Linked DNA regions of Mus musculus: all the other regions are linked to region 1. The links are chromatin contacts, called in public Hi-C, HiCAR-type, HiChIP or PLAC-seq and promoter capture Hi-C maps. All regions are on one chromosome and are shown on one strand. Each heading gives the region's core, a stretch centred on a gene start, on an enhancer-like site or on the middle of the called end of the contact. The rest is flanking DNA. Distances are from core to core; before and after follow the strand shown. Region 1 holds the start of Smarca5 (SWI/SNF related, matrix associated, actin dependent regulator of chromatin, subfamily a, member 5). Region 2 holds the start of Elmod2 (ELMO/CED-12 domain containing 2). Region 3 holds the start of Tbc1d9 (TBC1 domain family, member 9). Region 4 holds the start of Slc10a7 (solute carrier family 10 (sodium/bile acid cotransporter family), member 7). Region 5 holds the start of Rnf150 (ring finger protein 150). Region 6 holds the start of Zfp330 (zinc finger protein 330).

Region 1 (4,864 bases), core at 756-3,255:
AACACAAAATAAGTGGTATTTTCATTAATCAGATGAGTAAACTGAGTCTTCTCAGTATAGGAATATCAACAGTTTCTATTTTTTTCTCAATCTTATTCTTCACGCATTTTCTTTTCTGTTTATGTCAGTTACTGCTTGTTTGTTTTGTTTTTTCGAGACAGGGCTTCTCTGTGTAGCCTTGGCTGTCCTGGAACTCGATCTGTAGACCAGGCTGGACTCGGAACTCCGAAATCTGTCTGCCTCTGCCTCCCAAGTGCTGGGATTAAAAGGCCTAAGCCACCAGTGTCACTGGTGTCCAGATTCTTTTATTTCATGGAATAGAAATCTAAGAATCCAAGTAAAACAGCACTAAAAACTCAAAAGGCCACTTAAAACCTTAAAGGGGGGGGGGGGCATCAAGTACATTTTTAAATTGAAACTGCATTCACTTCAAATTGGTGCATTACACTAACACCTACCTTCCCCACTAAAAGTTGTTTCAAAGATTAACGTTATTTCACCCAAGCTGCCTCATAAAAGTAATGCAGACTGCACCATCATTTCCTTATAGTGTAAATCCTGCACTAAAGTTCACTTTTATAGTATTGCTTCCAATCTGAGGATTAAAACTCCCAGGAGTCTTCCTTCAGACTGGAACTACAGAATACCTCAAAACAAGGCCAAGGCCAAGAATAAAAATTGGAAGCAGTAACTTTGTTCCCAGGCAACTCAATGCCTGGGAGCATGTCCAAAGAGACCTGCCTGGCAGCTCCCCCATTTTCCACTCTCTCCCCGCTTCCTCCAGTATTGTCACCATCATCTGGCCCACTGGAGCCCCAAGAAGGTGGTTCAACAGCGAATCCTCCGAATGGCTTCAAAAGGAAGCAATGCGCAGAGCTAGAAGCCCATCATCCTTCCCCGAGGCTCCCATTCATTCAGTTCTCCATGCATACACCCGTAATTGGATGGGGATCCAGGACAGGTGCTGCGGCTGTCACGCTCGTTCCCCTCCCGGTGGAGCAGGGCCCGGGAGGGGCTTCCCCTCGTTGCACACAAGCAGCTGCGCCCCGCTTATCCCCACTGCGCACTCGGCCCTCCAGCTCTCGCCATTGTCTCTGCCCAGAACAGACAGATGCCGCCCCCGCCAGCACGGGGATGAGGCACTGGAGGCGCAAGTCCCCAGCTGCGACGCTGGGAAACGTCGCCCCTCGCCCCGGGAATCCCACTCCGGAGGGGCATCTCCCTCGCCTTCCTCAAAGTTTAGTGCAAACTAAAACCTAAATCGGGAGAAATTGAGCGAGTTCTGGGGGAGCCTGGCAATGGAGGAAACGGGTCCCCTCGGCCCCAGTAATCAGGAACATGTGTTTCGTAAGAGCGATCCGCGGTCGGGCTAGGCTAGCTACACCGAGGGGAAAAGGTAAAGGTGAAGAGCAGGAGACGCGCCGGCCGAGCATCCACCTCCCTCCCTCCCCGCGCACGGCCGCGCTCACCTCCATCTCGGTGTCCGCGGGGCCCGAGCCCGCAGCACACGGAGCCGCGGGCGCCGCGCCGCCCTCGGGGCCGCCTTTGTTGCCGCTGCTGCTCCCGCCGGCGCCCGCCGCCGAGGGCTTGGAAGGCGCGCTCTCGGGAGGCGGGGGCGGCGGAGGCTCCACCGCGGACGACATGTTCCGGCTGCGTCACCCGCCGCGGCCACGGGCAGGCGCGGCGCCGAGGGAAGCGGCTTGGGCCTGCGCGACACGGGCGTCCGGGCCGCCGGAGGAGTGAGACCTGCCCGGAAGCTCTCACGCGCGAGGGCTCCGCCACCGACCCGAGCCGGCCCAGCCGCGCCGCTCGCCTCGCCGTCCTCTTCCGCGGGACTCTGCTCCACAGGCGTTTACCTCACGGCGGGAATCACGTCGACGGGAGTGGGCGGGGCCAGCGGGGTCACGGAGGTCAGGGAAGGCGGGCTGACTCTGAGGAGGCGGAGGGCCGAGGGAAAGGGAAAGGAAAACGGAAGGTTCTCAGAGGCCTCCCGGCGCCTTCTCCTCTCCGGGAGTGGATTCTCTTCTCCAGCCAACCAGGACAGCTACCTACGCCACCCGCTCTCAACCCTCGCGAGATCGCTCGTTCCCCCTTAGAAGGCCGGCTCGCGAGGGCGCGTGCGCATGCTCCTCCTTGGCCCCGCCTCCTCCAGGCCTCTAGCGGGCTGTGGAGCCGAGTGGGCGGGGCCTCGAGGAAGCGCGTCGGCGGTGCTTTGCGCCTCCGCTCCTCCGAGTGACGCGAGCTGGGTCTTCGGCGCTCCCGTAACGGCTCGGCTCGCTGTCTTCCGCCGCGCTAGGGCTCCCTCTTGGGAACGGCGCGACTGTTAGGCAAGGAGCAAAGGCCTGGGCTGGCCTTCGTCGTCCTGCCGCCTTCGCTCACGGGCGTGACGTTAAGTGACGTTGGACGCCTGAGAAGAAAAATCACCTCAGAATTAAAAAGTCTGCGTGTTCGCTCCGTCAGTCGGCTTCGTTTAGAGAGTTCGGCGTTTGTCAAGTTCAAGTTAAGACAGAAGACGCGCTGCCCTGTTAGAATGGCAGCAGATAAAGGCAGACAAATGATGGCGAGTTTTCGCATGAAACAAATACACATTTGTCTCAAGAAGTGTTTACCAGGCGTGGTGGCGCACACCTTTAATCCCAGCACTACAGAGGCAGAGACAGGCGGATCTCTTGAGTTGAGGCCAGCCTGGTCTACAGAGCGAGTTCCAGGACAGCCAGGGCTACACCGAGGAAACAAGTGTTCGTTATTCGTGTTGCTTCTTTATCCTGCCTTAGGCTGTCATGGAGGCTACTGAATCCTACGGAATATAAACACTGTTCCATTCATCCCCCACCTACTCCCAGGCACAAAAGATCTTTATCTTAATTAATCCCATTATTTAGTCCCCACCTATGTTGAATAAAAAGTCTTTTCCAGAGTTACTTTCAAACTTCTTGGAATAGATAATATTCATATATAATTTCAAATGTTTTAACCAGTCGAATAATCGTTAACTAAAATGGAGAACCTGAAAACGCTCTCGTTTAACATACTGTAGCTCATTTGGTGAGTTGTTGGGGAGCATACATGAAATCCTGGGCTTGAGTCCTAGCACTATTTAATCTGGATGCCGTGACTCGTACCCCAAATCCCAGCACTTAGAGAAGTGTAGGCACGGTCATCCTTGGCTACTAGGCCAGCCTAGACTAAAAGACACTAAAAGTGTCTCCAAAAACTAATAGATATAAGGAGCTGGAAGAGATGGTTCAAAGGTTAAGAGCACTGGTTCAATTCCCAGCACCCGTATGTCAGCTCATAACTGTTAAGTCTAGTTCCAGGGGATTCAACCCCCTCACATATATGCATAATTAAAAATATTTTGCCGGCGGGGAGTGAGACTGGGTTATTCTCTATAGCCCTGGCTGTCCTGGAACTCACTGTTTAGACCAGGCTGGAATTAAAGGTGTACACTGTGCCACCACCACCACCCAGCAAAATAAAATCTTTTTTTAAAAAGTAGTATAAAGCCACGTGGTGGTGGTGCATGCCTTTAATCCCAGCACTCGGGAGGCAGAGGCAGGCGGATTTCTGAGTTCGAGGCCAGCCTGGTCTGCAGAGAGTTCCAGGACAGCCAGGGCTATACAGAGAAACTCTGTCTCGAAAAAACAAAAAAACAAAACAAAAAGTAGTATTAAAAAGTATTTCAAAGATATAGTAATGCTTACATATATATGTGGTTAAATACAATAATTCTCAGCGTAGTCTTTATAGTGGCAAAAAGCTAGTAAAGGGCTAAAATTGAACATATTAATATTAAGAATATTGTACACCTTTAAAATGAACTAGTAGCATTTAACAATCATTAACATAAAAGTATGTTCATTATGAAGTACTATCTGAAAATGTTTTGTACTTCAAAAATGTGTTCAAACAAGTATATTTGTGGAATTATTAAAAATTGATTGTGGGCTGTATATTCTAATTCTTGTCAGCATTTCATTTTTATTACATTGTTTTCTGATTATATATGGTAGGGAGATATGCACACATGTCTGCATGTGTACAGGTGAGAGGATAAATTTGAGGAGTTGGTTCTCTCCTGTCATGTGGGTCCTGGCAGCCTCTTTCTCCACTAAGCAGTCTCACAATTTTTTTTTAAACAAGTGTGTTGTAGTAGTGAAAATCTACTTCTTATCTGCTTTTTTAGAGGTATAATTGACAGATAAAGTTTATATGAACTAGGGGTTTGGCTCAGTGGTATCTTCAACCCCTAGCACAAGAGTGAAAGTGTGTTTATTCAAGGTATTTAATGTGATGTTCAGAAATACAGATATATTATGAATGATTAGTTGAAGCTGATGAACCCACTCACCATCATCTCTTATAATTACCACGAGAGCATGGTGGGTGTGTATGTGATTTTTAAGGTCTGGTGAAGATGTAGTTCAGTGGTCCAGAACTTGCCTGGTATGCAGATAGCCCTGGGTGAGATAACCCACCAGTGTAAAAATGAATAAAGGGATCAAGGATCGTCTCCGCATGGTAGAGTGTTTGCCTGGCATGAAAGAGGCCCTGTGTTCAGTTTCCAGGACTACATATAACAGGGCACGATGGCATACACCTGTACTGTCAATACTTGGGATATAAGTGGAAGGGTCAGAAATTCAAGGTGGTTCTTACCTACATAGCAAGTTCAAGAGCCTAGGCTGCATAAGACCATGCCTCAAAAATAAATAATAATAATAAAAGGTAAGCAACATTTTCTTTTATTGAAAATAGATTTTTCTTATAAATATATTCTAATTGCTGGTTCCTCTCCCCCTACTCTCCCCATCCTTCCCATCTCCCCTCCCATCTGGGTCCACACCCTCTCTGTCTCCCACTA
Region 2 (4,864 bases), core at 1,327-3,826, 2.6 Mb after region 1:
TGTCCACACCTCACTCCCTTGGACGTAAAGAGCATCAATTCCTTATTCAAGGCATTTTTGATCAACACAAAATAGGAGCTGGTTAATTCTTGACTTTCTACTTAACACAGCATCATGAGCTGTGGCTCCGCCCAGGTCTCTCTTACCATTTCTACAGTAACTTCAAACCACATTTCTCAGCCATCTGAGTTTGAAGTCAGAACAACATTTTCAATTAAACACTGAAAAACTGTCATTTGACAGAAATATAACACAAGCCAAATTGAGCCCCATGTATACCATAGACATTTCCACAGCTATATTAAAACAAAATACATGCAATTTTTATTGCTCTAACAACTTATATTATCACTTGACTGTATTACAAATACAATTATCATACATCTTTACACATTTTTTCATATAAGTCTTTGAAATCCAGTGGGTATCTTACAGGTAAAGCACAACTCAATTAACATCATGCAGACTTCAAGTGCTCAGAACCATGTGGCCATCACTGTGAGCCTGGACCAAGTAGGTTCTAAAAGTCTTTCCTAGGACCAATGAGTAATCTGTCCATTCAGAAATAAGAGTCAAAAGTGAGAAGACTGATTATTGAGGCCTCAAAGTAGGAAAACAGATAACTGACTCTTCAATCTTTTTTTTAATTAGGTATTTTCTTCATTTACATTTCCAGTACTATCCCAAAAGTCCCCCATGCCCTCCCCCCTCACCCCCCCCCCACACTTCTTGGCCCTGACGTTCCCCTGTACTGAGGCATATAAAGTTTGCACGACCAATGGGCCTCTCTTTCCACTGATGGTCGACTAGGCCATCTTCTGATTCATATGCAGCTAGAGACACGAGCTCCAGGGGGTACTCTTCAATCTTTACCTCATACATTTGTGTAAAAATTTCAAATGGAAGAGAGAATAATTTTCTAGTAAACAATTGAAAATATAATCTGAATAATAACTGATACATTTTTAAGACACCCAAAAGGCTCGTTTTTTGGATACATATGGGATGTTTTAGGAAGTTTCTTTTTATATATTCAGTGCTCAATTCAATAGTCAGTAGTAGAATGAAAAGAACTTAAAGACCACAAAGCTTAAGAAACTCAGCTGCAGTGACTCGCTCAAATCAAACTCCCATGGGGTGAGCAGAAGAATTCAGTTAGGTTATAATTAATGTTGAATTTTCTTTATTTTGAAGGTATTACCTATTCTGTAGGTCCTCTGTGCCCCTCCATAGGTGTCAAAAATTCGCTGCAATTCACATTTCCCAGTCATCTGCCGTAAGAGCCATTTCATCCAAAATCGGAAAAAGTGTCCATAGAAAAACTCCCACAGAGACACGAACATGTTTCCCTGGAAAGAGGATATAAACACACAAGCTTAACGGTCTCAAACTGGAATTATAAAACTGAAAAAGAAATTAAGTTGATCCAACTCCCCAAATGATAATGAAATATATTATTCCATTGTGTCTATTTTGTGAGTGTTTAATTCATCAGGCAAGGAAATAACATACAACAGCTTAAATAATGATTTGCCAAATGGTCACTTGAAAAAAAAATGTAAAAAGTAGCCAAATAACTGGCCAAATTATTTAATCGCTAAAAAGAATAACCACATTTCATTTTTGCCAAATATTATATTTAATATTTTGGATTCATACTTCCGTTTTTCATCCCTTGAAACTTGGAACAAAGAAGTTCAAGAATAAAAGGACCAACCGAGCAACAATTTCAAATCTACCACACATCAGATGTGGCTTCCCAAAAAATGAGCTCTTCTCAGCCTTGGTTGAGAGCGCGCCCAGCTGTCCCTGTCAGCTGACTCCGACAAATGAAAACACTACAAGTGGCTTACAAACTGAAGCATACAGGTTGGGAAACCGAGCAGATGGCATCCTGACGAATTCATCATTGTTCTAGTCAGTAGGTGAAGGGCAGAGACACCAAGAGGTTAAAAAACAAAAAACCCCACAAAATCTATACACTTGATATAACTGATCTTGCAATAAAACTCTTTTCGGGTGCTAAACGAAGGGGAGGAGGGATACCGGGAACTCCAGCCCTGGGATTCGCAGACACACCCTCTCTGCGCCCGGGCCCGAGGAGCTGTCAAATTCGAAATCCCCGCAAGGCAAGGCACCAGGTGTCGGTGCCAGACACGCGGATCAGGATCTTTAAAATGAGTCATCCCGTCGGCGCTTGTCGGGACGAAGCGGGCAGAAGTGCCAGGCGCAGGCAGGCCGTCCCGCCGAGCCCCAGGGCCTCGGGAAACCGAGTGCGAGCCCCGTGGGCACCGCGCCGTCCCGCCCCTCTCGCGCGCGGGAACGCTGCACAAAGCCCCGACGGCCCCCGCACCCTGCGGGTTATCCGCGGGACGCCAGCGAGGCTTGCGCAGCCGCACGCCAGCAACTCAGAGTGAGAGAAAAATAAAACAGCAGCCACCTCACAGGAGCGGAAGAACTAGGGGGAAGCTGGCACTGCCTCGGTTTCCCCAGCTGCAAACACCGGCAACGGAAACGACGCTCTACGTGGAGCGCTCCCTGCGAACACCGCGACCCGGAAGTCCGCACGGAGGCTGCGGGGGCGGGGTGTCTCTTGGCTCCGCGCCCCGCCTCTTCGTCTTCTTCCGATTGGCTCGCTCTCAGCCTATCGCCGGCGCGGAAGGAGGGGCCCGCGGGCAGGCGCGCCAGACGCTGGACGGTTCCCATGGCAACGGCGGCGGCCGCACTCCCAGCCCAGCGCCAACGAGTTCCCTGTGGACTCGGCCTGGGAACTTTGCTCTGGGCTTTCCGGGACTCTTCCACCGCGGGCGTGACCACAGCACTTTCACTTACATTTCCTAATCTGCGAAGTGATTATTTCCCATCTTTATGAGGCACAAAGGAAACTTGGGTCGAAGGCACTTTATGGATGACGCAAAAGAACTTGCGTGACTAAGTGTGTGCAATGAGAAGTTGCGAGTTTTTCCTCTGAAAACAAACATGGAACACTTAATTCATCAAACGTTCATTTCTTAACATCGTTTCTACTGGAGGAATAATCTGTGCCTTTTTTTTAAACCTCAAAAGTATGGTTTTTATGTGCTAGGTGGTCTTCTACAAGGGACTCGCACGCCAAACCAACCAGCAAAAGCATAGTATCAGGTGAAGCTGCCTAACAAAGTTATTAAGGGGATTAGGGAGTAGGGGAAGGGATCATTACATACAGCGGAATCAGCAAAGTAAGGATAAGCGTTACTAGAGGAGATGAGGGAGTGTGCTGGGCCAGCTTCAGGAGGAAGACTGATCCACAGGACAGTAAATGTAGAAGTCCTGGGTTAGGAATGTATTACAAAAGGCTGATGGCACAATAATGGGGTTGGTGGGTTGGATAAGAAAGAGCCAAGTGGAGAGAAGGCTAAATATAAAAGAAGTTAAAAATGAAACAAAAGAAATTCCTGAATTGGGCACGCTCATGCATGCCTGTAATTACATGCCAGCTGGAGGGTGATGTGGGCAGGGAGATCTGCAGTTCAAGGCTACTTAAGGATCTGCCTAAAAAAGTAGATAGATAGATAGATAGATAGATAGATAGATAGATAGATAGATAGATAGATAGACAGACAGACAGACAGTTTAGCCTCCTACCCAAACAAGATTCCTGGCTCCTTGGTCCCCTTGTCAGGACCAACCACTATTAGTTCCTTATACTTCCAAAAATATTCAAGCCAGTGTCTTGTCTATGCCCCATCCATCTCCGTGTTAGGTCTGATTAAGTGCGCAGTACATGCCTTTCCAATTTTTCTTTTTTTCAAGACAGGGTTTCTCTGTGTAGCCCTGGCTGTCCTGTCACTTTGTAGACCAGGCTGGCCTCGAACTCAGAAATCCACCTGACTCTGCCTCCTGAGTGCTGGGATTAAAGGCATGCACCACCACGCCCGGCATGCCTTTCCATTTTAAAGGTAGATTCTTCTTGTAGAGCATAAACCTATGAAGGGCAGACAAGCCACCACCTTTGCCCCATGGGAGTGAAATATTTCGTGGAGACCATCTCTCTCCCTGTCTCCAGTCAAGTTCTTGTCCCGCCCTCCTCTAAGAATGGAGTGGTCAGACAACAAAGACGTGTTATTGACACTCTGGGATTAACAGCCTTTACAAGATAAAAACTAGTTTAAACAGATTGCCATGTAGGATTTTACTATTCAGAGCCATTTGAACTCTCAGTTCCTGAAAGCATACAGCTCTAGCAGGTCACTGGACCAGCATGGTGGCCAAGCTGGGACTCAAGGCTCTGAAGCTGCAAGTCTGGAAGTCTACATCAGAGTAGGTATCACAGCAGTGGGTCTTGGAGTCAGGAAGCAGCTGCAGAGACAATTCCCTTCTTAGCCAGACTGCAAACTCTTGGAGAAATGAACCCTCTGCCTCAGCTGCTGGCCATATCCTGGAGCAGCCTCAGGTGAGCTCCCTGCCCAGAGTAGAAGGACCAGGGAGCCTCCAGTCAAATCCATCCCCCGGGAGTGTTGGAGGCAGCCTTTCTTCTATATGCTCCTGCAGTAAGCTGTTCTGTTTCTATAGCTTTGAGTATCCAAATTTATAGGTTACCAAGCAGGCCCTGATTGGCAAATCTTGAAAATGGGTATGTCCTGAAAGTGGAAGAATTAGAATTTAGGATCAATCAAGGAAGAGTTATCAAATCTAATGGGGTAGGGGTAAACCCAGAGACCAGCAAAAGTTCTCAGTCAAGTACACAGCTCTCTGTTAGAGTAGGAAAATGTAAAAGAAATCTCTTGGCCAGCCACACACCATCTTTGGCGCGAACCCAGCAGAGGGTCCCAAGGTCCCTAGAGGACTCTCCACGATGCAGGCCCCCTAGCACACCAAGGGCCTC
Region 3 (4,864 bases), core at 1,538-4,037, 2.4 Mb after region 1:
GGGGGATGAGAGCCACCCAACATCTTTGTTCCAGTTCCCAATGAGGCCATATTGAGTAATCTCTTTTCTCTCCTTTTCAGTGCCTCTTACCTGTTTAACTAGCCTGTGATAATGGGCAGTTAAGCCTAGCTTGTTAGGGCTATCAGGCCCAGACTCTGATCCTGAAACCTGTTAGAAGCTTGGCACCAGCAGGTCACCACAAACTCCCTGTAATTCATCCATTTTGGTCAATGCCCTTAGGTTATCTGGTAGTCTAATTTGCCATATGTCCTCCATGAAAATAACTAAAGGTTGTGTGTGTGTGTGTGTTTATTCTGTTCAAAGTCCAAGTTTGTTCTCCAAGCATTTTTTTGAAAGATTTGTCTTATTACTAATTTTATGTTTTAATCTTTGCAAAGGCAGAGTTTTCCCTATGTTTTGTTCAATTTCTGTCCCCATGCCATGGGTATAATAGACATTCTATTGAATTAATGAGTAGGTGATTCAATGCATGCATTGCACAAGAAAATCATATTTTGGCGCCAAAACACTAATGAAAAGCTAAGCTAAATTTACACTTTAGGTTGTGTAGAGGTTTTGGTGTCAAGTCATGTATTTGTTGGTTTGATTTGGTTTTTGGAAAAAGGGTTTCTCTGTGTAGCCCTGGTCTGTCATGGAACTCACTGTGGAATAGGCTGGCCTTGAACTCACTCTCAGAGGTGCAAACGCCTCTGCTGGGATTAAAGGTGTGCGCCACCATGCCCAGCAAGCCAGGTGTGTGATCAAGATAAGGATCCTACAAATGGTGTGATTATGGGACCTTGTAGATTCTTTGAAAATGCTACTTTACAAGGTGGGCAGTTATGGAGAAGACCTTTAATCCCATCATTTGAGAGACAGAAGCAGGCAGATCTCTGAGTTTGAGGCCAACCTGGTCTACATTTGAGTTCCAGGACATCCAGGGCTACACAAAGAAATCCTGTTTCAAAAAAGAAAAAAAAAATACTAGTTACAGAAAGTACCTGTTGTTTTTTGCTTGTTGATTTTAATACTGAAAGTGCCAAACTATTACCAAATATTTAGGTCCACAACCCAATACCTCAGTTTCTATGTAGGAAGTAGAAATTGGTAATGGAAAACAATCTTTATTGTGTTTGCCAAACAAGACAGAAAGCACAAACTTTCTCTCCGTTGTGCCCATAGAAGTGCCTACATTACAGAAACCCAAGACATAAAGGACAGAAAAAACCCACAAAAAAACAGAAGCTAGATTTAACTGTGAGACAGTCTAATGCATGCTTTTCTCAAGGTGGAGAGACTTGAGTTCAGGCTGCCCCACTGTCTCCGTTCTCAGCATGGCGGGTTTATTGTAGTTTTAGAAATTATACTGCCACAAAGCAACATACCTGCGTCTGTTAACTGTGTTGAGCATCTTTAAAGGCCTGAAGGTCTAGTGTCTGTCTCCTAAAGAGACTGAAGATGAAAAACAGGTGAAAAGCCAGACCGTTGCTAGTGCAGACCAACCAGAGAGCTTCATGCTTATGCTTCATGAGCCCAGAGGCTCTTGAGTGCAAAGCCATTCTGGGCTACACAGTGGGACCCTGTCAATGGACAGGTATCTAAATGATTAAACAAATCAGGGAGAAGACCCTTGTGGTGACAGGAAGAGAGCCTTGTACTTCTTTAGCACCCTCAGGGCTGGGCACAAAGCCTTGATGGAATGGCTGCCAGTTTGCTCATTCAGCTACTTGGAAGAGTCCTTAACACAGTCAGAAACACACCCAAACCGCTCTTAGTCCATCTGTACTGTTGTCATGAAATACTTGAGATGGTAACTCTTTTTGTTGTTGTTGTTGTTCGAGACAGGGTTTTTCTGTGTAGCCCTGGCTGTCCTGGAACTCACTTTGTAGACCAGGCTGGCCCCGAACTCAGAAATCCACCTGCCTCTGCCTCCCGAGTGCTGGGATTAAAGGCGTGCGCCACCACACCTGGCAAGATGAGTAACTCTTAAAGGAAAGACTTTTATTTCGCATGGTTGTCAAGGTCAGTAAGTCTACAACCATGTGGGCCACATCTGCTGCTGGTTCTGTCTGCTTCCTCACAGAGTTGAGCTGATGGATAAACTAACCCAACTCCTGTGTGCTGCTTTCTGTGTCTTTCTCCATTCCTGATGAGGGACCCCACTCGGCCTAATTGCCTCTAATGGCCCCACAGATTAATGCTGTCACAGTGACTGAATTTGGGGTTGGAAGGACACATTTAAATCATAGGTACACACATAAAAAATGTGTTTGAATGGTTTGGTTATTTGAAAAGAGGAGATTCTCACGATTGGCTAACTTTTGGGCCATTGCAGAGTCTAGTCAACAACTCTGGTCATCTGAAAAGGAAAACCTCTTTGGCTGAAAACATTTCTCCGATCTCTCGGGTGAATGCATTTAGTCGCGTACGATACGCAGTAAATGAGCTGAGACCAGAAAGGGATTCCAGGAATGCAGGGAAAGACAAATTGTTAAAAGCATAAAGTTGCCTGGTCTGAGTGCCTCTGGTTTAATTTTCATAAACAAACAAACAAACAAACAATGCTAGTGTCCCTCAAAGCTCCTAATGCCCAATATAGGAACAGCTGTGGGGAGAATTAGTTGGTTTAAGCTTTTGGTCTGTTTCCAACTTCTCTATAGCTTACGCCCTGTAGGTCAAGGAAAGAAGTGATGTAATGCATTTAGCTGGGCCACTTTAATTACAAAGGAATGGAAGGGGAGTGGCCACCGGTGGTGACAAGTTTAGCGCGTGACTTGATCCAGGGATGCAGGAAACAAAAACATTACCAACCATTGGCTGCGTCCACCTTGGACTCCTGGCTCTAGAGCCAGGTCTGGAACCTGGGAACACACGTTTCCGGGGCAGGGGTGGCGCTGTCCCGCCGAGCGTCAGCCTTGAATACACACGCCACACGCAGGCTCTGGGAGCGGGGCAGCTTCCTCCCTGCTGGGATGGGCGTGGGGCCCTGCGCTCCGCACACAGTCCCTACCGGGCTCGCGAGAAGCCACCCGCGGTCACCCGGGCTCGCGGCGACTGAGCCGCGCTGTCGTCATTCATTCCCAGCGCCGGGAGCGTCCTTCCAGCTCGTTGCCCCGACGCGCAGTGTCCACGAGCGGTGATCTCGGGCTCGGCAGCTGGTGATCACGGCGCCCTGGGGGCTCGGATTCCCGCACAAGCTCGCCCTTGAACACCGCCGCGCCCTGAGACCGAGCCCCGACGCTTGCTCGCCCTGCGGTGGGCAGGGCCGGGCTGCGAGGCTGTGCACTTGGCGAGCGAGGAGCCGTAGGGAGGATGCTACTTGCTGGGTCCCGATCCCCGTCGTCGTTCCCGGCTGCCCGCTGGGTCTTTGTCGCGGGCCGGGAGCCGCGGGCCGCAGCCTGCTGAAGGCCGTCGCGGCCCCGCACCCACGGGCGGGAGGGCGCGCGTGTGCCCGGGAGAGCGCGCCAGTGTGCGGGCCTCTTTGTGCGACTGCCCGCGGCCACCAGGACCATGTGGGTGAATCCGGAGGAGGTACTGCTGGCCAACGCGCTGTGGATCACCGAGAGAGCCAACCCCTACTTCATTCTGCAACGAAGGAAGGGCCACGGGGGCGACGGGGGTGGCGGCGGCGGATTGGCGGGTAAGAACGGGCACTGCGGGAGGCTCCGCCCGGGGCTCTGGCTGCGGACACCCGGGACGCCGCCCGGTCTCCGGGGCTGGGCCTTTTGCCGGCCCTGTCTGGGGGCCTGGAAGGTGTCTCGAGTTGTGATTTTATTTTCCCCCAGACTAGGAGAGAAACGCCTCTTTCCTGACCCTGTCGGGCGATGGGGTCTTTGAGTTCTGGGTGACCCATAGTGGGTTAAGATGAAATTAGCAATGAGTGAATTATTAAGAATCGAACGCCGGGTTGCATACTCTCCCTACCCCCCTTTAACATACTGCTGAATGTATTGAGAAGAGAGATGGAAGATGCTTAGCTTGGACTCAGCTGTCTTTATGGGCAATTAGGTATAAAATACCCTTTTGTTACCAGGGAAGCAATCTGTCAAGAGGCTGATGTGGTCACTTCCTACATGACCTATGAGAATGAATAAGGAAAATGGAATTCTTTTGTTGCATGAGATCTGACATAAAACAAAGCAAGTTATTTGGTTCTGGTCATAAAAAGAATTCGCTGTATAACTGCATTTTAACTAGTTCAGTTAGTTCTCAAACTCCTTCAACAAAATGTTACCAAGATTATTAGCAATCTTTCTCTCTTATAACCCGGTTATTTCCATATTAACTAGCTGTTTTGCATAGGGGGAGGTTACAGGTAATACTGACTTTCAGTGCTAGAGATAGTGGGCCTTCCTTCATGTACTAGAATATTTATTATAGCCAAAGTCAGTGAAAGACATAAGTAGATGGTTTACTAGGAGAGAGACTGCAGACATGGGATGGACTGCTGACATCTTCGGGGTTGGGACCGCATTTCCCAGAGTTTGAGTGTTAGGTAAATTGCTCCCACAGTGCCCGCTGTGAGAGGATAGTTCTTGATGAGGTGAAGACATAACTGTGATGTTTATAAACTGCTTTTTTTCACATTAAAATTCAGATGTTTTCCAGTACAGCATATGCTAGCGTGCTTATGTTTGAAATATTTGGCTAACGCAAGCAATGGCTTGTAGGTGACCTGATGTTCTTTACACCTTAAAACAAAACAAAACAAAACAAAACAAAACAACAAACAAACAAACAAAAACAGTGATATAGAAAAATCTGTAGAGTTGCAGATCTTGTTGTGAAAATCCTGGCTAGCAGTCTCAGAATCCTGACTAGCAGCCTCAGAATGTTCCAGTTCATTTTGTAGATGGTCTTGAAC
Region 4 (4,864 bases), core at 1,614-4,113, 2.2 Mb before region 1:
TGCTCCACCTTGATGGCTTTTCCATCCAAGGACTTTCCATTCATATCTCTAGCTGCATCTTTAGCATCTGCTGGGCTTTCGAAGGTAACAAAAGCAAATCCTCTTGATTTGTTGGTTTCCCGGTCTTTCATCAAAAGTATTTCCACTATTCGTCCATACTTGCCAAATACTGCTTCAAGGGCTTTCTCATTTGTTTCTGTATTAAGCCCACCAATGAAGAGCTTTCCTGGGCGATCTGCTTCAACCATCTTGCCTTCCAGCTGAGAGTCGGAGGGGACGTGAAGGTCTCAAGCTCCTCCTACAAGCTCGCCAAATCGGCCTTCCAAGTAGCTCACCGGTGACAGCTGCTGGGTCTCAGAACAGAACAGAAAAGCCACTAGGACTACTGCACACGAGCACCTGTGAATATTATTGTATTAGTTTCCTCAGGCTGCTGTAACAATGCATTGCGAAAGGGCTGGGGGTGGGAGGTGTGTTATAAAACATTGATTTTCTTACAGTTCAGGAAGTCACGAAGTATGAAGGTAAGTTTCTATCAGAAGCCTTAACAAAAATCTGTACCATGACTCCCTCCTAGCTTCCAGTGGTTGTCAGTAATTCTTAGACTACTTTGGCTTATAGATATCTCAATCTAGTTCCTCTCTCCACCCTACGTGGTGCTTACACTCCACCTGCACACCTTTGTATGACATTCAGAAGAACTGCAGCTTTTCATACCTATCAACATCTGATTTCTACAAGTCACCTTCTGAGGTCATGGGAAAACGTGTCTTTTACAGGGGATGGTACTCCAGTTAAGTTGGAGAAAGGATATAGGCTCATAAACTTAATCTAAATGAATATGACCCATTATTCTGGACTATCTGGTTAGGCTTTAAATCCAAGGACAAGTATCTTTTAAAGATACACACAGAAAAAAGGTAATGAATGCTCAAGGATGCAGAGAGCAGCCACTTGAAACATATGGAGGGAGATGTGATGCCTAACCAGGTCGAGACTGGAGCATCAGAACCTAAATCAAGGAAGCCAGGGAATATTAACAGCCACAAGAAGCTGGAAAGAGCCTTTAGAACACATGGCCCTCCAATATCTCCATTTTGGATTTCCTTATTCTGCAACAGTAAAACAACATGTCTATTGTCTGAGTATAGCTAACTCGGGGAGGGGACTATTTGTTATAGCAGCCCTAGCAAACTAATACAGTCCTTGACAATACAATTCACAAAACTACGGTTAAAATATTCTATGAATTAAGATTTTGTTCTAAACAGGTCAAAATCTCTAGAAAGACTCTGTGAGCAGCCTTACTTAAGCAGCACTATCTGTGATGACCTTTTGAGTATTCGATGACTGAGGCAGATTTTTTTTTCCTTTTGAACCAAGCAAAATTACTGAAGAAAATTATGTTATAAATTTTACTTCCTAGAACTCCACTTACCTTGTGACTGTCTTATAATAAGCCTTTATCACATTTCATGTACTTCTTTTGCCTGGTAAATTGTTTAATGTCTCCCTATTAAGTTCTTTTTATCTTGAGATTAGCTTTTCTTCATGCTGCCTGATGCGTAATTACCGAGCAGTGGGGGCTGTGCAACTGAGAACTGATAGCACAACTGCTTAAAGCAGCTTAGTTTTTGGATAGCGAGTCATGTCAGCAAGATAAAGTTAAATAGAGCAAATTGCACGCCGAGTCTCTTTCAAGCTTTGAATGCATTCAGAATGAAAGTCTGGTACAATCCCTTTCGAACGTTACGTTCCATAGTAAACTATTCAAGTAGCTGATACCAGGCTGCTTCAAAATGTCCCACAATACTTTGTTCCTTTCTTTCTTTGGGTGCATAAAGAGGAAGGGTTGATGCTCGGAAGACCATTCGTGAAACTATGTCATAGATTCGCCAAAATGCAATGCAAGAAACCGAGGGTTGGGGGAGGGGGCGGACATCAGACCCTCCACCCTGGATCTGGCCCTCACTGCTTTTGTTCTGAGTTCCTGGCCCCCTCTCAGTTGTCCTGTTGCTTTAGTGGTTCGGGGTCAGGCAAAGGCCCGCACCACGCGGCCTCCGGAATCGCCCGCCCACGCGCGGCACACGGGTGGGGAGGAGCCTGGGTCGCTCTCTCACCGCCCCCCAGGGAAGATTTGCCCCATCCCGGCCGTCCTCCCCACTCCCGAGGCGGGTTTTGGCCGCGGAGGCGGTCGGGCAGAAAGGCCCGGGCAGGCCACCGACCTGGCGGGAAGGCCCAGCCCGCCTTCCCCGCCTTCCCGCCGCCGCCGCTGCGGGAAGGCGGGGGGCCTGCCGTCCCGGACGTCTGCTCGGCCACCGATTTTCAACCTACCCACGGGGCTAACGCTTCCCTAACTAGGAAGCCGCTTTCCCGCGCCGGTCGCCACACGCGTCTGCCGCCGCCGCTCCCGCCGAGAACCAGAGGCCGCGAATGGCTTCCCCTCCCCCCGCGCAACGTCAACGCGACGTCGGTCGTCGCCGTAATGTCTCGAGTATACGCGCATAGACATAGCAGGCATTGGCGCGCGCAGCCGCCGCCACGGCGCAGCCCGGTACCGGCCCAGCGCACGCCGCGGGTCTCTCGGGCTCAGGGCAGAGTGAGAGACGCTCTCTGCAAGGCATGTCTCGGGGCTCGGGCCGCCGTCAATATAGCTTTACTGCAGCGACACCCATGATGAGGCTGGGCGTCTGGGGCGCCTCATCCCTCTCTCCCACTGCGGGCCTCCCCAAGCTTGGCCGTGTATGCACGGCGGCGGGTCCTGTTAGTGCAGCCCGTGACTCGTCTCACTTGCGTGCTCCTGGTGTGCCTCCGTTTTACGTCCCCTGCGCCCTGGTCCTCGGCGGGTGGGCGCGTCTATTCTGAGGTGCGTGGTAGTGATGGCGGCGCTCAGCGAGGCTTTCCTGTCACTGGGTACTACTACTCCCAGCCCGCCTCGGAGCCGCCCGAGCCACCCCTCGGTCTTTAGTTTACGAGTGGCAATTTGACTTGCTCTGCTGCATGTCTGGAGGGATCGAGGAAAGTGTGGAGACGCCCCGGGGATTTAGGGATCGCAGTTTGGAAAGCAAGCCAGCCAAACAAATAAACAAAACCCACCCGCCCTAACAAATATGAGGCTGCTGGAGAGGGCGAGGAAAGAATGGTTCATGGTCGGGATAGTGGTGGCGATCGGCGCCGCTAAGCTCGAGCCGTCGGTCGGAGTGAACGGGGGTAAGTGCCGCACCTCCGCCGGCTGCAGCGCGCCGGCTCCCACTTCTGAACTCGTCGGCGAGTCCCCGGGAGGAGCGGCCGCCCTGGCTGCGGCACAGCCCTCTGTCTCGCAGCGGGAGAGAGGGGGGCTTTTAGCAGGTTCTTCTCACTTGCTAGCCCAGGAGGGAATTAGGAATGGGGCAGGGGAGTGGGAGTGCAGGTTGCCTTTTCTGCGGGCAATCAATGACTTCTGCTCAGTGCCGGAGTGAGGGTACAGAAACTGAAAGTTACTCCTCTCGTTCTTAGTAGCATCCCATCCCAAGGGACTATAGGTTGCCAGGAGTTCTTTATCTATCCTGGAATAGACCTCATTATCCAGTCTATTTCCGACTCCTCCCTTTTGCCGCCCCCCCCCCCCAAAAAAAAGTCTGTTGGAGAGAAAGGGGTTTGGGGGAGATTATTGGCGGGAGCGGCGGATAGGAGAAAAAGGAAAAAAGGATACCCTTGCTCCAAACTTCAATTTTTAGTGTGCCTTAGTTGCTGACTAAAACTCCCAATTGTACTGACACGTTGCACTCTTTCCTTACGGGACACTACTTCCGTGTGCTGCTGGGCTGCCGTTACTACAGCAGCCGTCCAACAGTTGCAGACTGTGTTAGACTATGCACACTGTATGTTTTGGCAGGGAAGTGTGGATGGGTTAAAACCTCCGCTCCAATCTCTGAATAGTAGGAGCTTTGTAATGTGACCTGTGGACACTGGTGGGAACATGGGACGTGTCACTGGCGTTTTATACCCTCTCCCCCACCTTCAGACAACCTTGTTCTGCTTTTCATAGATATTAATTGAGTTTCTTCAGTTCATATGTTTTTGACCTCATGAGTTAGGTTCCAGGTTTATTGGCAGATCGAATATATCAACCATGCAATGGACCCAAATAAGGACAGAAGAACACACAGTCTTTCCCAAGTAGGAGGTGCCCATGTAGATATTTGAAATTTTACCTTGTTATTAAAACCTTACAGAAGTGAATGGATGATCTCTCTGAATAGTGTTTTTTCTTTCCCCAGCCCTAATTTCTCCATTTAGAGTAACTTCTGGAATCGTTTGGATTGAATTATTTAAACAGTGATTTCGATAGGAAAGCTTTCTATATTTAATTTTTTCCCCTTTAAATTTAACATATTTTAAAATTTAAATGCAACATAGAGTATGTATAGTTACCAGTTAGTTTTAGAAACAACCTTTCTGTGAGCCTTTGGGAAACTGTTAAGTTGGGATTTTGAGTTCAGTCAAATGAAGGGGGAATCTCTTGTTCCTGGAGCTGGGAGAAGTGACATGCTCCTGTCTTTGAGGCTACTTACGATGCTCCACTGTACTGGTTACAGTGAGGCTAGATCTCTGCTCAGCATTGAGATGGAGTTCCTGCTGACGTGTGTGGCCTATAGCCCCGCATGTCTGGGTTTGCCAAATGCCTTTTCCCTTGCCTTCCCCAGTGCTGAGTGGACAGGAAGGTTGCTGATGGTGAATCAGTTCCCTAGAGTTTCTTGTTCTGGCAGATACAAGATGGACTCTGTGAGCTCAGTTGTTCCCTTGGATTCTGCTTATTGAACTTTTTTACACTATTGTGTCTTAGAAATACTGTTTCATTTTCCAACAATCCTTATGGTAGTAT
Region 5 (4,864 bases), core at 788-3,287, 2.1 Mb after region 1:
ACTCTAGTTTGTAAATAAGTGAATCTGTTGGGTTTTTTTTTCCTTTCCTGTACCCTGCTACTTGAATGACAATTCTGAGACTAATTATTTGCTAATAAATGCCTAGGCCATAAGCCATGACTCACTCCCTAACTAGCTCATAACTTATTTAATCCATTCACACTATTCTGTTTTCCTCATGATTAGTTACCTCTCCTTCAGTCCCAGGCTGCTTCTTCCTTATCTTCTTTCTTAGCATCTCTCTGGAATCTCTCTTTATTCTCTCCCTGTTTTCCAGAATCCTCTCTCTTCCTGCCAATGTCCCACTTTCCACTTCCTGCCTCAGCTCATTGGCCATAAGCCTTTATTTATTGACAGGTGATGCATCTAAGAGATTCTCTACACCAGTTGCTTCCTGACTTCTGTATTTTCCTTACCACCCTCACCAAAGCATCAGAGAACAGTGCCTACCCCACCTCCAGAGCCCCCACGAGCCAGTCACTCCACTCCACCTCCAGAGCCCCCCACGAGCCAGTCACTCCACTCCACCTCCAGAGCCCCCCATGAGCCAGTCACTCCTTAGCATGCTCTGCCATTTCCTCAGCATGCGTTTCTCTTGGCTTTCCCCCCAGATTATTTTTGCAGCTCCTTAAGTGCCCTCCTTGCTTCTATCCTTCCTCCAGTACTGTCAGAATAAAACTTTGATGTTCTCATATAACACCACATTTTTCTGTCCAGACATCTCCCAGGAATCTTCCTCTCACCCAGATTAAACTGCAAGGCCACTTAGAATCTTCCCACCATTAATCCCATCTCATTCTTTCCATCGCTCATCTCTCTCCACCCCTGATGAGCTCACTATGGCTTCTGAACACATCAAACACCAACCTGTCTGATCTATTGTACCTACAACTCCTTCCTATTACCAACAACTGGTCCCCTAATAATCATTCAAGTCCTTCGTCCTTTGAGGATTATATTTAGACATAGGATATATCCAGAATCCATCTTCTGTTTTGTGATGTCCAGACCTAGGATGTGTATATTGTGACAAAAACTGCTGGGCTTCTCAGTGCTTCTCGAGAGGCACAGGAAAGAGAACCAGGTGGAAGATATAATGTAAATCATTAAGCACTACCATATTTGTGTATGTATAAATAAGTAGACATTTTATATTACTGGTTTCTGAAACTACAGAAACCATTAATGAGGAAGTGTAACAACCAACCAGATATCTAATTGTTAAAGAATTCTGCTATTAGAACACGACTCTAGGAAACTGTTCTCCACTGGTTTCTTTTAATCTCTGTCACAACTGGAAAACACAGCTTAAAATGGTAACGAACACACACACACACACACACACACACACACACACACACACATACCACCTACTGACGCTGTGAATCCTCTAAGGCAGGGCTATTAGAGTGGGAATGGAGGCAAAATGTCTCAATCTTAAAGTATGAGGAGAGGTCCATTTTCTAAGAAAACTAACGCCATGCCATGAGCTGGCTTCCAGAGCAGAGGAAAAGAAGTCACTTTTACCCACACCACAGACTGGTCCTTAGACCAGCAGAGTGTGCATCACCAAGGACCCCACCCCTGACTTAATAAATGTGAAATTCTCCTGAATTCATGCTGATCAGTCCTGGTTTAAAACTGGAATTCTGACAGCCACTGTCCTAAATATTCAGGTCTGGGGGGGCGGGGGGGAGGGGCCTCATGACCAATCAGTGCTGGGATAAATACCAGAGAACTCTCTGCACATCTTCCAGCAAACGGAAATGCTGTTCCAGAGAGGTTCCTACACTTTGCTGTATTTAAGACTCCCTCAATTAATTGTTCCCAATTCAAAGGCCTGAAGGTCCTTTTTACCTTTTGCCCGCAACTGTCGAAGCCTGAATTTGAGGCCCAGCAGAGGTCGCTGACGCCCAGGAAGAGAGACAGAGTGAGCGTTGCAAGGGGAGCCCAGGAGCTTTGACATCATACTAAGCTCCTCCTTGCACGCGCACATCACACACACACACACACACACACACACACACACACACACACACACACACACACACACACACACAAATACAGACACACACAAAACGCTGTATCCCTCTCCTCACGCTCTCCCCCATCCCATCTGCCCCGTACCTCCCCCTCCCTCGGCAAGTGAGTGTCCCGGGCGTAGCCACCTAGTCTGGCCAGAAGCGCAGCGCCTACTGCCCATGGGAACCCACGCATAACAGGAGCGACCTCCGCGTCTGCAGCGGGACCGATAGTCCCAGCACCGAGGATCTCCAGCACCCCACCCCCGCCCCGCTCGGCCGCGACAAGCAGAGCCGCCACCCCTTCCAAACCCGAGGACCCCGCCACCTCTATGAGAGAAGGCGACACGGGGCAAAGGAACAGGACGCCTGGCAGCCGGACTCCCCCGCAAGTGCGCGGCGCCCGCTCCGCGACCGCGCCGCGATCACCCGGGAAGCCCGATGCCAGCGCCGCGCTTCGGCTGAGAGGGGACAGGGCGGGTTTCTCCCGCTCGTCCCGGATCCGGTCTCCGCAGCGTCTGCGCGTCCCAGCCGGAGCTCCGCCGGCCAGGGAGTGAGTCGCAGCGACAGGAGAACCAGAGTGGCTGCCCGGGGTTGGCCGGGGCAGGGAAAGGAGGGACGGAGCGGGGGGAGGGCGCAGGGGGCGGGGAGGGGACCCCGGAGGAGAGAGATGACAATGTCTCTCATCCAAGCGTGCCGCAGTCTGGCTCTCTCAACATGGCTGCTTTCCTTTTGTTTCGTGCATCTGCTCTGCCTGGACTTCACCGTGGCGGAGAAGGAGGAATGGTACACCGCCTTCGTGAACATCACCTATTTGGAGCCCGAGCCCGGGGCCGCGGTGGCGGGCAGCGGTGGCGGCGCGGAGCTGCACACGGAGAAGAGCGAGTGCGGGCGATACGGGGAGCACTCGCCCAAGCAGGACGCGCGCGGCGAGGTGGTCATGGCCAGCTCGGCCCAAGACCGCCTGGCTTGCGACCCCAACACCAAGTTCGCCGCGCCGGCCCACGGCAAGCACTGGATAGCCCTCATCCCCAAGGGCAACTGCACGTACAGGGATAAGATCCGGAACGCGTTCCTGCAGAACGCCTCCGCTGTGGTCATCTTTAACGTGGGCTCCAACACAAACGAGACCATCACCATGCCCCACGCAGGTGAGCAACCCGGGGGGTGCCTGGCGGACGTGGGGGAGGGGAGCCCGAGAAGCGTCTAGGGAGATCTAGCACCGCCTCCGGGGCACCTCTGGCTGAGAAGTCCGTGCAGCACCAGAGACCAGTCTCTTATGTATGAACCTATTAAGTTTTGTTGTGCGTCGCTTGGGGGACAGGTTACAAGCATGAGAGGTTTCAGTATGTTGGGGGAGTATCGGAGAGTCTGGTTCGGGAGAGGGTTCAAGCTGTGGAGTGTCTTCTCCCAGGAGAATTTGGAAAGTGAGATTTGGGAAACAGGGCTGAGATATTGTTCTTGTTAGTGACCCGTTTCAGCACCTGTTTGGAACCGGAAGTTCTAATAACTTGTCTCTGCGCTTCGTTGTGTGTATCAGATATACATACCTGGTGCAAGTGTTTGTGTATCAAGAGGCAGGTCAACTTACCTGTCTGCAGCTGACCATCGGCAAACTGCTCTCCCAAGTCAGGTTTCAGCCCTTCTCAGGAGCCCTTCCCCTTGCTGGGACCATAAGTAAATAATATTCAAAGCTCTGCCAGGTTGTCATCTAGAGAGATGGACTGACGGGGAGCATGGGTGAAACATTGCAATGCCCAACAAGCCAAGAATAGCCACAACGTTAGAATTACTTTCTACTGCTGTGTTGTCTTCTGCCTGCATCTGGTTTCGAGATGCACTCAAGAAAGACCTTTGTCAGTGACCACAGGGGCCAGACTAAAAATAAGCATGATTGCCCCAATTCAACACAGTCTATAAACAGTGTTTTCGTGAGAGAAGTAACAGAAGCAACAAGACTATGTTATTCATATTTATTAGCACAGGCCACTGGTTATAGGAAACTGCCTTCTTTGAGCGCAAGCTCATGCAGAGGCACCTGAGAGGTGGGTCCTTTTTTCCCTCACAGCATTTCCTGCAAGCAGGATGTGGGAGAAATGACTGGAGTGTCGTTCTGGGCAGAGTCATCCAATCAGAACAATTGTTGCAATTAAAGCCCAAGCTTCTAATAAGCAAAGAACTGGGATGGAACATGCAGATTGGCTGTACGTGCAGACATATTTTCTATAGAGACAGATCTCTCTTTCAAGAGTTCATAGCATCTATTCGTGAAATATACAATTAGTTTGCCCAGAGTAACCAACACCAGCTGTTGTAGTCAAGGGCATTTGTTAACTTTCTGGAAAACAGGTTGGGAGGCAAAATGAAAAATGAGCCAGAAAACAGCATGGTTTTCATGAGGAGAAACCGTTACCTTCTTAGAAAACTTCTGACCCTGCACGTTAGAGACATTTGCTGTATTTCCTTGAGCACAATCACTCTCCCAGGGAGAGACCTGCACTCTGACCTTGAGTCATAGGGCCCCTGCTTAAACTTGATCTCCAAGGATATTTGCACTATGGAAGAGTATCCAAGTCATGTAAGGCATCTTTCAATTAACATTTAATATGGAAAATATAGATTCAGGGAGTGGGAAGCAGGGCATGCAGGAGTTATTCTGGGATCTGTAAACACCAAGGTTCCATAGTGAAATTTAAGGGTTCCATAAATGTTTTTCTGTGTGTGAGCGTGGAATCTTAAGCTGAGCTTCTCTGTGCACAGCACAATAGTTATCGTTTGTCCCTGTCTAAGAAACCGCTTTCAGAACAGCAGACACACTGGATCAATTAATGGCTCACCAGTCT
Region 6 (4,864 bases), core at 1,700-4,199, 2.0 Mb after region 1:
CCCCAAGGTTCTTGCCTTGCGCTCTTGCCGTGGCTTCCCTCATCAATGTAAGATGCAATGAACCCTTTCCTCCCCAAGTGTTATAGCACAGCAACAGAAAGCACACAAGGACAATTTCATGCAGGAAGAAAAAGAAAATTTACCTCTGACATTTGTCGCATTCCTGTAGAATTTAAAGCATAACATTAATTTTCTGCTAGCCTAAAATGGAACATTTACTTATATCATAAAGACTCAAATTAAACTATAAGAGGTTCTACATCCCACTTCCAGCTCAGCCTATGTGTACAAAATGTTGTACATACTCCACTAGCAAAAGTAAAAAAAAAACTTATACTCTGTGATCAATGATGGGAAAAAAGCCATATTACAAAAAAAGTTAAAATATACTAGATTCCCTTTTGGTTGTTTTAAAGAAAGCAAATACTACAGAAAACAAACAAATTCCTGCTCAATTTTCTATTTTAATTAAAAACCATCCGATCTGCCAATATTGTGTGGGTGCTAGGAATAAAGGACAGGAAATACTAAAGATCACAGCATGTCCATTTAAGCGGGGTTCGAAGCTCTCCAGTCTGTCACTCTCTGGAGCCAAGGCACCACTGCTCAGCCTTTCCCCAACATGTCCCGGCCTCTTCTCCGCAGGCCTCACTAACTCTGCTCCTTTCCCTTTACTGAAATACCAAGATCTACTCCATGACATGCACGTACGCACGCCAGTCACTGTCTTGTCTGCCAGCACGCCTCTTTTCTCAAAAGAACCTGACATTCAACAACACAATCCCCTCTGTCACATCTGTACCATGACATCTGACCTGTACATCATAAATCAGTCCTGGGACAAAAAAACGGCACGAGCCCAACCTATGAGAAATCTTTGTCTGTGACCTCCACAATAGGAGATATGGTCGATATAAGCACTCGACCAGAAACCAAGAAGCTGCACAAATAAAACATGGCAATCCTCAGGGGCAGAAGGAGCCAAAGAAACAAGAGCAGAGGGCGGCCCAAGGCCTAGCTGTCCCCAAGTCTTAGCTCCTTTCTTCTTCTCACTACTTGGAGGGACTATGGTAGTGAGGTGCTTTTCCCTAGGTTAAATTGTTTCTGTCATTCATAAACAAATGAGTCCTAGAAAGTAGTACACACTAGGGAATCCTACAAACATACAAAAGAGGGAGGTGCGCCATCTGCCATCATCTGCCATTATTGGTGCACCCAGAGTCCCAGGCAGAACACTCGGTCCCCTGAATGATAAACATTTGCTAAATTAAGTCATGAAAATGAAGTATTTTAAAACAATCTGACTTTTTCAAGACTAGCAAATTAGTTAAGAACATGGGAAATGTCTAAAAATCAGGGTACTCAGTGAATGGAGACTGGCTAGGAGAAAATGATCAAAACTGAGCTAAAGAATATATAAAAAAAGCTGGAGCCTCCCACTCAGTTCCTGTCACCCATTCGCCTTCAACATCTATTGTCACCAGTAATTCATGATACGCCAGGCTTGATAATACATACTCTAACAACAATAAAAATATCATTGTTACTCAGTAAAATACTGAGGACACCTTTAACAGGTTCTTCACAGGGGCACACCATAGTTGATCATGTTTTTTAGGTACCTATATATGGTACTACAGAGTCCTCCATTCAGCCACCAGCCATTGCTTTAAAAAGCTCTCACCATTGAAGCATTGCATGGGTGTTTGGCTAGGTCGACAGTACTTCTTGATGCTCGCAGTTGTTTCTCGCGTTCTCGGCGGTTCTCTGCCTTCTTCCTCGCACCGGTCTTTTTCTTCGGCATGTTCCCTTCTTTCTAAACAAGAAAACAGGAAAGGTATAATTGATGCGTTCAGTCACACAGCATCTATACTTTCCTTAAATATTAAATCAGTCTTTCAATTTTAAATGCACCTCATCCCATCTGAAGCCTTTAGCAACATTACACACACATTATTCCAGCTGCAGGCTCCTAAACTAAGGCCCTCCTCTGGGCTTCCAAACTCTCACACAGCATAAGCATCAAGGACCTCAACCAAACAGCTAGAGTAATTGTTTTCTCACCCTAATTATTCTCTTCACTCAAAAAAACCTATGTATGCACCATTAGTAAGAAATGACTAAAAATATTTGTTTTGTGCCAAGTTGAAATAACCATTTTGAGCTATACAGTCTCAGCCCTAATGCTGTTGACATACAGTATTATACAGTACACTGTCACCTACATGGTATCTAAACAAATAACCAGCAACCCAAGGCCTGACCGCAAACAAACCCATTTTCTCTTAAGAGACTAAGGTACTACAGTGGCTTTCGCTGCCTGTCCCTCGTGCCTAGATGCAACAGTTTCGACAAGTCAGATGCTTTGGAGTTTGTTTCCCACACAGACATCAAACCTTACAGTGCTGGTTTTCAGCACACAGAAAAACTACAACAGAGACAACCAGGCTTCTGTGTTCTCACTCTGGTGCCCCAATCCTTTCGGACAGGACAGTCTTCAGAGCTAATCAGTGGTTAATCATGCTGGCCACGCCACGGGGCCTTCCTTCAGTGTTTAAAAGGGAAGTCTGGAGCATGTGGCTGAGTGGCCACGGGTGACCGTGGATGAATTCTGTACCCACTAAGACATCTCAGACCTATTTTTTTCCTCGAATCTGTTTGTGCCAACGAGGAGAGATTTCTTTGAGTTCAAGCTTAGATCCTGGTGACAGCAGAGCGACATTGGGTTCCAGGCTCTGGGAGGCCAGGAGGCGGGGGCGCGGGAAGAGCCACGCGGCTCGCGACCCGCCAGCAGCCCGAGGGCCCCTCACGTTCTCCAGACCCACCCACGTCGCGCGGCCTCACGGGGACGCGCCACTCACCGCAGTGGCCGAGGACGCGGAGGAGAGGGCGAGCCGCGGGCTAGAACGGCAGAAGCAGCCCGTTTCCAACGGTGGGAGCGAGACCGGATATCCTGCTATGTCAGAGCGCCCAGGTTGAACACGTCAACAGGAAGAATCCCGCATGTTCCGCCCCCTCCTCGGGGAGGACCCGCCTTCCCGGAAGTGGACTTGCTACAATGGAAAGAGGCTCCAGCGTTGCAAAGAAAGTAGAGGGCAGAGAGCTGCCGCATCTCAAGGCCTCTGCTATGTCATTCTGATTTTATTATTTAACTCAGAGAGCTAAAAAGTCCAAAAGGAAAAGAAAGACGAGCCCACAAAAAATTTTGAGAGGAGAACAAGAACTTTGCTAGCAATTTTTTGCCTGACTCTTCTGAAATCCTTTTCCTTTCTGGGAGCCTGACAAGCCTCACATGGCACATTTTTAATTTTTGTTGTTGTTATTTTCTGAGACATAATGAATGGAACCCTGGCCTTGAAGCCACGACTCCATTACCTCTGTCTCTCAGCACTAGGATTATAGGCGTGCTCACAGGAAACTGCAGAGCCCTCCACTCCTCCCCCCCACCCACCCACCCCCGCTTTTTTTAATGTCTCACAACACTGAGTTCGGAGGTGTCTTGCTTGGCCTCTGCTGTGTGCATTCTGTTCCATTGTGAGCAAATCCTCCCACGTTCTCTGCTTCTGCTCCGAGGCTGAGATCTAACTATGCTTCCCTACAAGACTGTTTGCTTTAAATAACACTGAAGGTAAATGTTCCACTCTCACTCCCACCTTACCTTTGGGGAGGAAGTTCTTGACATTACTCCCAGTACTGCATGTGAGTATCACTTACTGCCTATCACCTTCTATATTTGAGTGGAGCTGTGTTATATCCACCCACTTTTTTTTATATTTTTTTATTTACATTTCAAATGTTTTTCCCTTTCCAGGTCTCCCCTCCAAAAACTCCCTATCCCATCCCCCTCCCTCTGCCTCTTTGAGGGTGCTCCCCTATCCACCCACCCACTCCTGGCTTCCAGCCCTTGCATTCTCCTACACATCAAACACCCTCAGGGCCAAGGGCCTCTCCTCCCACTGATGTCCAACAAGGCCATCTTCTGTCTTTACCACATTCACATCCCAATGGAAGACAACTCGTTTTGGTCTCTCTCTTTTTTTCCAACCCCTTCTGTTATCATCTTTGCTGCACTCCAGGAATTCGCTTTCATAACCACACCTCAAGCCTTTCTCTGAAGAGAGCTCAGTTTTGTCAATGAAATATGAATGTCTTGGCTTACTAGGCTCCTACCCTGTGCTCTGTTCTGTATTCTCTTGTTTAGTCATCCTTTTCAGTCTTTTTTTCTGCAAGTTCTACTTAATAAAACAGTCCCATCTCATTAGTCACAGTTTTTATCATAGTTTTTGTACTACTGATCATTAAATGATGTACCTTTTCCCTCCTATTGATTTTCTGGGTGGGGTTTTGGGGGATGGGGTGCTGATACATAAACAGGAGTCTATGTCACTAAACTCAAGCCTCTCAGGATTCCCCTTCTGTCCTCCTATAGTTCCCTAATCTCTTATTCCCATTTACCACAATATTTAATCATAATCAAAACATACTTGTTTTCTTCAAGCTTCCACCACTTATATCAATTTCAACAGACATCACCATCTCCTCTTTGTATAAAATGAGGACATGACTGCTCCCAAGTATGAGTAAGGAGAGAATTTTATTGTAGATGTGAGGGAGAATGCTGCCAGAGACATCTGAAGGAGAGAAAGTTATAAACGAAGCATGAGAGAAGAGAGGGAGAGAGAAGGGAAAAAGAACAAAGAAGAGAGAGCCAAGAGAGGGGACCAGGAGGACAAGGGAGCCAAGAAAGCTCACAGACACAATGGCAGCATTCTAGCAGAATAAGAAGCTGAGGGAAGGGAAGTCCAGGAGCTAGACAAGTTTAGGGGAGAGGGTGAAGTGAGCTGAGCTAACTGGAGCCCCGGGT

What was found. Promoter capture Hi-C pulls out the DNA fragments that hold promoters and counts their contacts. A called contact is a pair of places that touch in the nucleus more often than the background predicts. HiCAR-type assays count read pairs that join an accessible place to other places. HiChIP or PLAC-seq counts read pairs in DNA pulled down with a chosen protein or histone mark.
Region 2: a Hi-C map of B cells shows a contact between it and region 1, with 6 read pairs. The contact joins the promoter of Elmod2 here to the promoter of Smarca5 in region 1. A contact is called at or near these places in 5 of 39 promoter capture datasets (cranial neural crest, embryonic stem cells, hippocampal neurons and 2 more), 1 of 484 Hi-C or Micro-C datasets (B cells), 1 of 115 datasets of contacts at active chromatin or transcription factors (astrocytes) and 2 of 9 other capture datasets (adipose tissue and liver).
Region 3: a contact with region 1 is called in a promoter capture Hi-C map of pre-B cells, with 4 times the contacts expected there. The contact joins the promoter of Tbc1d9 here to the promoter of Smarca5 in region 1. A contact is called at or near these places in 2 of 39 promoter capture datasets (the C10 cell line and pre-B cells), 1 of 484 Hi-C or Micro-C datasets (embryonic stem cells) and 2 of 115 datasets of contacts at active chromatin or transcription factors (astrocytes and embryonic stem cells).
Region 4: a contact with region 1 is called in a promoter capture Hi-C map of liver, with 5 times the contacts expected there. The contact joins the promoter of Slc10a7 here to the promoter of Smarca5 in region 1. A contact is called at or near these places in 3 of 39 promoter capture datasets (liver, maxillary cranial neural crest and pre-B cells), 1 of 484 Hi-C or Micro-C datasets (CD8 T cells) and 1 of 9 other capture datasets (liver).
Region 5: a HiCAR-type map of astrocytes shows a contact between it and region 1, with 4 times the contacts expected there. The contact joins the promoter of Rnf150 here to the promoter of Smarca5 in region 1. A contact is called at or near these places in 2 of 39 promoter capture datasets (hippocampal neurons and pre-B cells) and 4 of 115 datasets of contacts at active chromatin or transcription factors (SST interneurons, astrocytes, embryonic forebrain and 1 more).
Region 6: an H3K27ac HiChIP or PLAC-seq map of thymic regulatory T cells shows a contact between it and region 1, with 23 times the contacts expected there. The contact joins the promoter of Zfp330 here to the promoter of Smarca5 in region 1. A contact is called at or near these places in 6 of 39 promoter capture datasets (3T3-L1-derived adipocytes, hippocampal neurons, liver and 3 more), 3 of 484 Hi-C or Micro-C datasets (embryonic stem cells, pre-B cells and transitional/marginal zone B cells), 11 of 115 datasets of contacts at active chromatin or transcription factors (SST interneurons, T-cell acute lymphoblastic leukemia, astrocytes and 8 more) and 2 of 9 other capture datasets (adipose tissue and liver).

Annotation. Positions count from the first base shown.
Region 1 is chr8:80,737,454-80,742,317 of GRCm38.p6, forward strand. Smarca5 (SWI/SNF related, matrix associated, actin dependent regulator of chromatin, subfamily a, member 5) reads right to left here and starts at 2,006. Exons shown (of 24, transcript NM_053124.2): 1 at 1,470-2,006. The coding sequence starts at 1,643.
Region 2 is chr8:83,329,910-83,334,773 of GRCm38.p6, forward strand. It overlaps Elmod2 (ELMO/CED-12 domain containing 2), which reads right to left and starts at 2,577. Exons shown (of 9, transcript NM_178736.5): 1 at 2,441-2,577; 2 at 1,202-1,349. The coding sequence starts at 1,343. Gm32327 (predicted gene, 32327) reads left to right here and starts at 2,710. Exons shown (of 2, transcript NR_168721.1): 1 at 2,710-3,141.
Region 3 is chr8:83,162,565-83,167,428 of GRCm38.p6, forward strand. Tbc1d9 (TBC1 domain family, member 9) reads left to right here and starts at 2,788. Exons shown (of 21, transcript NM_001111304.1): 1 at 2,788-3,640. The coding sequence starts at 3,511.
Region 4 is chr8:78,506,465-78,511,328 of GRCm38.p6, forward strand. Slc10a7 (solute carrier family 10 (sodium/bile acid cotransporter family), member 7) reads left to right here and starts at 2,864. Exons shown (of 12, transcript NM_029736.2): 1 at 2,864-3,210. The coding sequence starts at 3,111. It overlaps Rbmxl1 (RNA binding motif protein, X-linked like-1), which reads right to left and starts at 2,464. Exons shown (of 2, transcript NM_001252089.1): 1 at 2,335-2,464; 2 at 1-353. The coding sequence starts at 248.
Region 5 is chr8:82,861,319-82,866,182 of GRCm38.p6, forward strand. Rnf150 (ring finger protein 150) reads left to right here and starts at 2,038. Exons shown (of 7, transcript NM_177378.4): 1 at 2,038-3,172. The coding sequence starts at 2,692.
Region 6 is chr8:82,771,196-82,776,059 of GRCm38.p6, forward strand. Zfp330 (zinc finger protein 330) reads right to left here and starts at 2,950. Exons shown (of 10, transcript NM_145600.2): 1 at 2,862-2,950; 2 at 1,685-1,816; 3 at 144-163. The coding sequence starts at 1,804.